Linked DNA regions of Canis lupus: region 1 is linked to region 2. A link is a contact called in public Hi-C data. All regions are on one chromosome and are shown on one strand. Each heading gives the region's core, a stretch centred on a gene start, on an enhancer-like site or on the middle of the called end of the contact. The rest is flanking DNA. Distances are from core to core; before and after follow the strand shown.

Region 1 (4,072 bases), core at 1,079-3,578, 490 kb after region 2:
AATGCCATATACCTTACAATTTAAATACATACTCCTTGAGGATAGCAACTTGGCAAAGAGAGAACTGGACCCTTTCCCTAGAAGACCCATCATTCGGGTCCGTGGCAGATCATTGGCCTGAAATCCCAGCATTTGTAAATACACACCCAAGAGGGACAAGATCCCTCCAATGAAAGGTATAGGTTTTCTTTCCCCCTTTTTTTCCATTCCTGCTTCTCTCATAGTTTCCCAGAGGTACTCAGGTTTCTGGGGGAATATTTTCAGCACACATTGAACTGACCAGCAGGTTTCTATCCCTGCCCCAACAGTCCCTCCACTGTGATCAGGCCTTTCGGCCCGAAAAACGGGAGTGCTATCACTTGGGGAAGGCCTTTGTGCTTGAGATAAATAACTCCTATGCCTCTGTCAGCTTTCTTTGACAAGATAGCTCTTCCCTGCCACCATACAGATCACCCTCCTATCTGTAAAGCACGTCAGAGGATAAAATTCTTTTCCTTGTTTCGTTAAAAGAAGCCAAGTTCCAAGAAAATCCAGAGGGATTCCCACAGTCCCTTTTTACCAAAAATAGGCGTATCCTGCTTTTTCGTGGGCCTCTTTGAAACCTTCCACTGGAGCTGATCCGTGTAAAACTAGCAAATTGGGTGAACGAGTAGGGAGCCATCAGCTGGCCGTCCCTCCAAAAACTGTTCCTAAGTACTTCATATTATGAAGAATTAAGAGCAAGTGGAAAGGAAAAAAATTGCCTTTCAAGGAGCACACAGGATGCTAGGGAAGAAGGAAGGAGTGGGACTTGTATGGCTGCTGACTCTGGAATCTTCAGATCTGTTTGGATGAGTCATTACCCATGACTTCTACAATAGGAATCTGATTTGACTAATCATTCGATAGAAACTTTTATTTCTGTCTCTCAGCATGTGAAATCTATCCGACTGTCAGGTTTCCTTATTGCTTGAGCAACAAAGCAACAAGTGTCCCAGGAACATACTTGTCATCTTCCAGAAGTACTCGGTGTATGTTGAGTAACTAGAAAGCGTTCATGCTGTAACCCACACACGTGCACCTTGTCACACAACACTCCCACACAAGAAGAGTGAAACTGCCCTTTGATGAAGGCAAACTCGTGGGTGTTTCCAGCAGTTAGGAGTCCTGCCAGGTGTGAGCTCAAAGAAGGAAGGTGAACCCGAGGGCTTCCCCTGCCCTGCCTGTGGCTGAGCTCCTTATTTGGTAAAGCTCCTACCTGCGTCCTGTGTCTCCGTCCGGGCCAGCCCGATGGCGCAGGACACAGCGGGGGAAGTGTGGCTGCTGACATCCCAGCCCTAAGAGATGAATGGAATTCCAGGCAGCTGGAGTCATGCTGGCTTGAGACAGTGGTTTGGAGACCAGACTTCCAATGACAGAAGCATTGAGCCGCCGCGCTCGTGGTAGTTGGTGCACCCACAGAAATGTAACCCACCCCTCGGTTTCGGGAGCTAAAAAAATGAAAAGAACGTTGAGGGAGGCAAAAAGGAAATAAGATGATAGGTGGAGGGTAATTTATTACTTGATGGGCCTGTTCTGTGAATAGTCTAAGACCCCAGAGCCAGATGCTTCCGCAAGTCCTCCAACCAGGAGTCACGTTAAGAAGCACGAGTGGGCACAGAAACTGTTTTTCAAGCCGCAAAGCCCGTTTTGGCTGCAGGGAGGTTCTAGGAGGCCGTTCCCTCCGGGGTCGCGGCCAGCAGGCGGCGGCCGGCGCGGGCCCCTCCATCCGAGTGCAAGACCGCCCCCAAGCGGCCAGCCGCGGAGGCGCCGTGCAGCGCGGGGGGCGGCGGCGGGGCCCTGGGCGCCCGGCGGCGGGGCCGCGAGCGGCGATCGCCCGCCGGGCGGAGGGAGGAGGGTCGCCCCGGCCGGAGCCCCAGCGGGTCCCATTTACCCCCGACGGGATCGTTGGGCTTCACCGACGGGCTCGGTCCCCGAGCGTCAGCCGCGGCCCAGGTGTTCCGGGAGACGGCTCTGCCCCAAAGTCCCGCCCCCGCCCCCGCCCCCGCCCGGGGGCTAAGGCCGGTGCCGGCTCCCGGGGCTCCCTCCCGCCTCCCGCGGCCCGAGCGCCGAGCGCCCGCGCGTCCAGGCGGCGTGGGCGGGCTCCTGGGGCAGGGACTCCGCCGCCCCCGCCCCCGCCCCCGCCCCCGCCCGCTCGCGCTACTCCGGCTGGAAAGGGAGGCTGCGGCGGCGGGGGGCGGAGACAGGGGCCCAGCCTGCCCCCCTCCCGCGGGCCCCGCCGCCTCCCATTGGCCGGAGGCAACCCCAGGAATGTGCGCGCGCCCTTAAAGGCGCACCGCCCCGCCGCCCCGCCAGCCACTGCCTCGAGCGGCCTCCCGCCCCGCGCCTCTCCGGACTCGGCGCCGCCCCGGCCCGCTGCACCCGAGCGCACAGGTGAGGCGCCCCGCTCAGCCGCCCTGAGCCCGAGGCTTCGGCCCTCGGGGAGCCCGGGTCTCCCGGTGCCCGCCGCCCCGCGCCCCCGGGCTCCCCCCTCCGGCCGTGGGGTTCACACACCAGCTCGTCAGGACCCCCCAGGACTTTCTTTCTCCCCACACCTCTCTCTGAGCCGTCGGGAGGGGAGTCTCGACTTCCCCGTGCCTCCCCGCGCCCCCAGACCGCATCTCCTGCCCCCCCTCGACTTCCCCAGCCAGAGCCCCCAGGTTGCTGGTCTTTGCCCCAGCGCCACCCGCCCCCGACTTTAAAACCCGTCTCCCCCCCTCACTCTTTCTTCCTGATGCCCCGTCCAAAGTGAGTACTGTTGCCCCTCGTTCCGGCAGACGTGAGGCCAGAGGGGGATCCGCCAGGGCCCTGGCCCCAAGCCCGGCGCCCGGTTGTGCCCGCTCTCCCTGCGCGGCCGCTCTGACCCCGGGGTCTGCTTCCCGCTACAGGCTCCCGGCTGGGCACGAGCGGCTCCACCATGGGGCTGGCCTGGGCACTCGGCGTCCTGTTCCTGTTGCGTGTGTGCGCCTCCAGCCGCCTTCCAGGTGAGTCTAGGTAACACCTTCTGAGCGGGGAGGGCAGATGAGGAGGTGCCGGTTACCCCGAGGACACCCCCTCCCGTGCTCTCTTGTGCCAGCCTTCCCCCGGCGCCCTCGGGGACCATCAGCAGGCAGCTTCCCCCGACCACAGTGCGGATTCAGTTCTTCCAGTGGTTGCCCAGTTCTTGCCCTGCCCTTTTGCCCCGCACCCCCGGCCTCAGCCTAGTTGGCTCACTGTGTGCCCTGCTCCTGTTGAACAGAGTCTGGGGGAGACAACAGCGTGTTCGACATCTTTGAACTCACGGGGGCTGCCCGGAGGGGCTCTGGGCGCCGGCTGGTGAAGGGTCCTGACCCCTCCAGCCCAGCTTTCCGCATCGAGGATGCCAACCTGATCCCCCCCGTGCCTGATGACAAGTTCCAAGACCTAGTGGATGCTGTGCGCGCAGAGAAAGGCTTCCTTCTCCTGGCCTCCCTGAGGCAGATGAAGAAGACCCGAGGCACGCTGCTGGCCATAGAACGGAAAGACCACTCTGGCCAGGTCTTCAGCGTGGTCTCCAACGGCAGAGCCGGCACCCTGGACCTGAGCCTGACCGTGCAGGGCATGCAACACGTGGTGTCGGTGGAAGAAGCGCTGCTGGCCACCGGCCAGTGGAAGAGCATCACCCTGTTCGTGCAGGAGGACAGGGCCCAGCTGTACATTGACTGTGAGAAGATGGAGAACGCCGAGCTGGATGTCCCCATCCAGAGCATCTTCACCAGGGACCTGGCCAGCGTGGCCAGACTCCGCATCGCGAAAGGAGGGGTCAACGACAACTTCCAGGTGAGGCCTCTCCTCCCGTTCGTGGGGTCGGCTGCTGACCTGTCAGGAGGGCTGTAGCGGGGGAGGCAGGGATTTCCAGTACAGGAGATCCCGCCTTTGGACCAGAGCCGTGCTTCCCACGCCTCCAGGGGCACCAGAATCACCTGCAGGGCTCGGTGAAACGCGCGCTGCACCGCATCCCCAGAGGTTCAGATTCCGTGCCCCTGGGATGGGGCCTGATCATTTGCGTTTCTAACAAATTCCAGGTGAAGCTGGG
Region 2 (3,984 bases), core at 765-3,264:
CAAAAAGCTAATAAGTTCATATGTTTACTTCTTACTGTCTGAAACATTCATTATTCATTGCTGATGCATCCATCCAGTTAGAGGCAATTGTAATAGTTCATGAGAAGGATCTTGGTGGCCTGATCTGGCCTGACACCATAGAGCTGGAGAGAAGTACTGGGTTGTAAACATATCAGGAGGCCAAATTTGCAGAATCTGTGAGTGATTGGGTGTAGAGGAGAAGCTAACTTTAAGCAACTTGCAGGTTTCTGACTTAGGTAGCTGGATCAACTAACTAGGAATAGGATTTTTTTTTGGAATAGAAACAGATTTGGTGTTAAAAATGAGTTCATTTTTGACCAGGTGTTATATAGATTATCTTTTAAATGTCTCTGTGGTATTTTCTATTCTATTATTCATTTCATTTTGCAAATGCTGGTCTCTAGTCACTCAACTGATTTTGGACCCACTAATGGATTATGACTCACAGTTTGAAAACCACTGCAGTGCATATTTTTACTTACATGTCTCTGGATGGGAGACATATCTGGGTTTGAAACAGATGTGCAGATGAAACATCAGCAGAGAGGTGGTAAATGGATCTACAGAAATAGATGAACTGGCTCAGGGAGAGAGTAAAAAGAGAAGCATAGAAGTCAAAGACCTAATTGTGAGATACAGGAAAATGGCACAGAGGAAGACAGGAACGTGTATGCTATGGAAGCCAATGCAAGAAATGGTTTTGACAAAGAAGGAATAATGTTCAGTGCAGTTCAATGCTGCTAGGAGGTTGAACATTAATCACTGAGAAGTTTCCAATTCTGAGATGACTAGGTACTGGTCACCCTTGTGAAAGACATGTCAGGGTGTTAAAAGGAAGGATCTAGACTTCTGTAGGTTGAAGAAGGAGCAGGAAGTGGAGAAATACAAATAGAGTTAGACAACTCCTTCAAAAAGTCTGTCTCTGAAATAAAACTTCGAGATCAGTGGGAAGGAAAGAAGAAAATCAGTGGTAGGGAAGAAATAGTACTGTACTTCCTCTTAGTTGTAAAACTTCCTGTTTCAAGGTCAGGGCAGCTCCCTGGGGCCAGCCCTACAATCACAGCATTAAATGAATAAATCCATACTTGCCTTATGTTTGCACTCTTGTATGGTTATGTGGTCTTTCATTCTGAGTATCCTTGTATATTAACATAAACATGTAAATTATACAAATATTACATAAATTATACATAAATATTATATATAATAATATAGAGAGGTATATATATTTTTGCCTCTAGTCTGAAAAGAACATATTTAGGTGAGTGTATCAGCAAAATTCCTTTCTAAAATAATTTTTAAAAATAAAATAAACTTTATTTACTTGAGAGAGAGCATGAATGGGGGGTGGGGCAGAGGGAGAGGGAGAAGCAGACTCCCCACCAAGCAGAGAGCCCAACACTGGGCTCCATCCCAGCACCCCAAGATCATGACCTGAGCCAAAAGGCAGACACTTAACCAACTGAGCCACCCAGGTGCCCTTCAGTAAGGTTTCTAAGTTGTTTTTTTATGTTGAAGGATTCAGGTGTCCCCAGGATACCCTTAGCTGTAACAGAACAATGGAGCTTTGGCTGGAGAATGCCCTAGTACAAGATATATATTAGCATCAAGGCCTGCCCATCTTCCTTCTAGTATGATTCAAAGTATGAGCTGAAGACTTGACTTCTTTCAGTGGCAGAAATGTTATTCAAGGCTTTATTTGCACATGCCTTGAGTTTCAGTTTCAGGAGGTAAACGAGTGATTATATTTCAGTTTCGATATCTGTCCAATTATCAGCTATGTCAAGACACATAATTGTCCCATATTTGAGTCATTGCCAATGGTTAGTAATAACCACAATCTCCTTGACATTTCTGTCAAAAATATCCTATGGTTTCTAAATTAAAACCTGCCAACCTTAAGAAACACAGATAAGGGAGATATTATAAGGTCTCAGTGGAAAGATAGTTTGCTTTAGAACCCAGTTTCTCAGCCAGTAGGGCAGAGTACTTATGTAAAACTCTTCTCTCTCATTGGCCTTTGGTTAAAATCACTTTGAGATTTCCGGAGAGCTGTATTGATTGTAAACCAGAAGTAGTTACAAATTATGACCTGTCTTTTACACTGTTTAATTAAAAGCATATGAAGAAATTAAGAGAATTAAGTGGTCACAGCTATTGAAAGGAAACTCTAGGGCAGCCCCGGTAGCCCAGTGGTTTAGCACCGCCTTCAGCCCAGGTTGTGATCCCAGAGACCCAGGATCGAGTCCCACATCGGGCTCCCTGTATGGAGCCTGCTTCTGTCTGTATCTGTGTGTCTCTCATGAATAAATAAATAAAATCTAAAAAAAGTAAACTCTAATTTCTCCTTTCCTGGTTATTTCAAAATATTCATACTCCTTCTTATTTGGAATGATGTTCAGTACACAAACAAGATATTATGTCAGATAATAGGTCAAGTGATTCAGCTTCTCAGCTTTTCCTGGAAACCAGTCTTTTCCAGGACTGGGAAGCTAGAGGTGTCACACGGTCAAAAATGCTTCCATCTACTGGTCAAATTCAGAAATACACTAAGTGTTCCTCGGCCTAAAATAACCAGTCTAGAGAACACAAAACACCCAAATTGAATGGAGCTTGGCCTTGAGGCTCAGATGCTAAAAAGGGTAAGTTTCCCACTGATAGTGAAGGTAAATTCCAATAAAAAAGCAGGGCACTCTCAGAGGTGAAGTAGAGGAGTAAATGTTAGAACTCAAAATCCCCAAGGCTCTGCTAATATGTTATTTTGCCAACCTAGAAATAAGTAGGTAATAGGCAACAGGTGATTGTGATTGCTTTGAAATATTCAGGTGCAAAATGTTCTCTTTTTTGCATATTACCAGACTTAATAGGCTCTGGAATTCTGAATCTGAAACCAGTAAATGGAAGGTTTGAGGTCAACTGGCCTTTTTCTCAATGCCTAGTTGGGTCAGTGGCTCCCTCATGGTCAGTCATTTTAATTCATTCCTGTGGGTGAAAATACGTGACTGTTCTCCTTTCTGTCACAGGGAATTGATTTGCCATGGTGAGCAGTCGCCAGAGAAGACAATGGAATTTGTCCCATTCCTATGATAACTTGAAATACAAAATGTCAGGCTGCTTGGCCTAGGGGAAGGTGCTGTAGGTTACAGGCACCATGGCCAAGTCTCTCCAGCACCCTTTGCTCCTGTTGACAGTCACCCTCCTGGGCTGTTAGCTGGCTGAATTAATTCACAGCTGCCCTTTATCAGGACTTCATCTGCATTGTTAGCATTCCTTCTAACCTGCAGCCTCTATTCATTTAATGGTTATCTGATGGTGACTGATATTGGGTGAAGAGGAATGTTCAAATTGTGCTGGCTTTGGCAAGTGGGAGCTCAAATAGCAGAACTTCAGTTTAAAAGGAGAATATTTGCTTACTGATATGTGATTTTTGTTAGTAGGACAGTGGAATGGGAGAGAAAAAGGATTCCAAGGAAATATTCTGGCAAAGGGGACTTGAAAGAATGATGTTCCATGAACTTTATTTATTAATTTGTTTGGCCAAAAGGTGGGAAGAAAGAAACAAGGTAGGCAGGCAAAGAACAGATAAGATAGGAACAATTTCTGCAAATTAGTCTTGGCTACTTTCCAGGCAAACATTATGTAGTTGTAGTCTCATTGTTTATACTCAGTTGAACAATTTATTTGCATTGAACTAATTTGAGCAAGAAACATTAAGTTTTTAGAAAACTCAATTTTCAAGGAGCAGTTTTCTTCTTCTTTTTTTTTTTTTTAAGGAGCAATTTTCTTGAAGAATACATTCTTCAAACATATTTCTGAACCCATGGGCTTTCTTTACAGACTTCCAGGCAGATGAGAAAGTCTATGGAAAAATTATATGGAAAGGGGAAAAAGCACAAGCAGAAAACTGTGCAGTGAAACAAATATAGTTATTATAACTAAAACTGAGCTTCCCTCAGAATGGCA

What was found. A called contact is a pair of places that touch in the nucleus more often than the background predicts.
Region 1: a Hi-C map of amygdala shows a contact between it and region 2, with 2.8 times the contacts expected there. The contact joins the promoter of THBS1 here to the enhancer-like site in region 2. A contact is called at or near these places in 2 of 9 Hi-C or Micro-C datasets (amygdala and skin fibroblasts).

The regions. Positions count from the first base shown.
Region 1 is chr30:7,052,913-7,056,984 of UU_Cfam_GSD_1.0, forward strand. THBS1 (thrombospondin-1) reads left to right here and starts at 2,329. Exons shown (of 22, transcript XM_038580015.1): 1 at 2,329-2,412; 2 at 2,907-3,002; 3 at 3,257-3,816. The coding sequence starts at 2,936. LOC102155568 (a long non-coding RNA gene) reads right to left here and starts at 2,027. Exons shown (of 3, transcript XR_005381494.1): 1 at 1,913-2,027; 2 at 1,238-1,469.
Region 2 is chr30:6,561,812-6,565,795 of UU_Cfam_GSD_1.0, forward strand. The region is part of intron 6 of LOC102155895 (a long non-coding RNA gene); the gene reads right to left. Among named protein-coding and RNA genes, the nearest start is that of RASGRP1, 360 kb to the left of the region's middle. Within about 2 kb of position 2,015, at least 5 of the 20 cell types and tissues checked have an H3K27ac peak or open chromatin away from gene starts, as enhancers often do.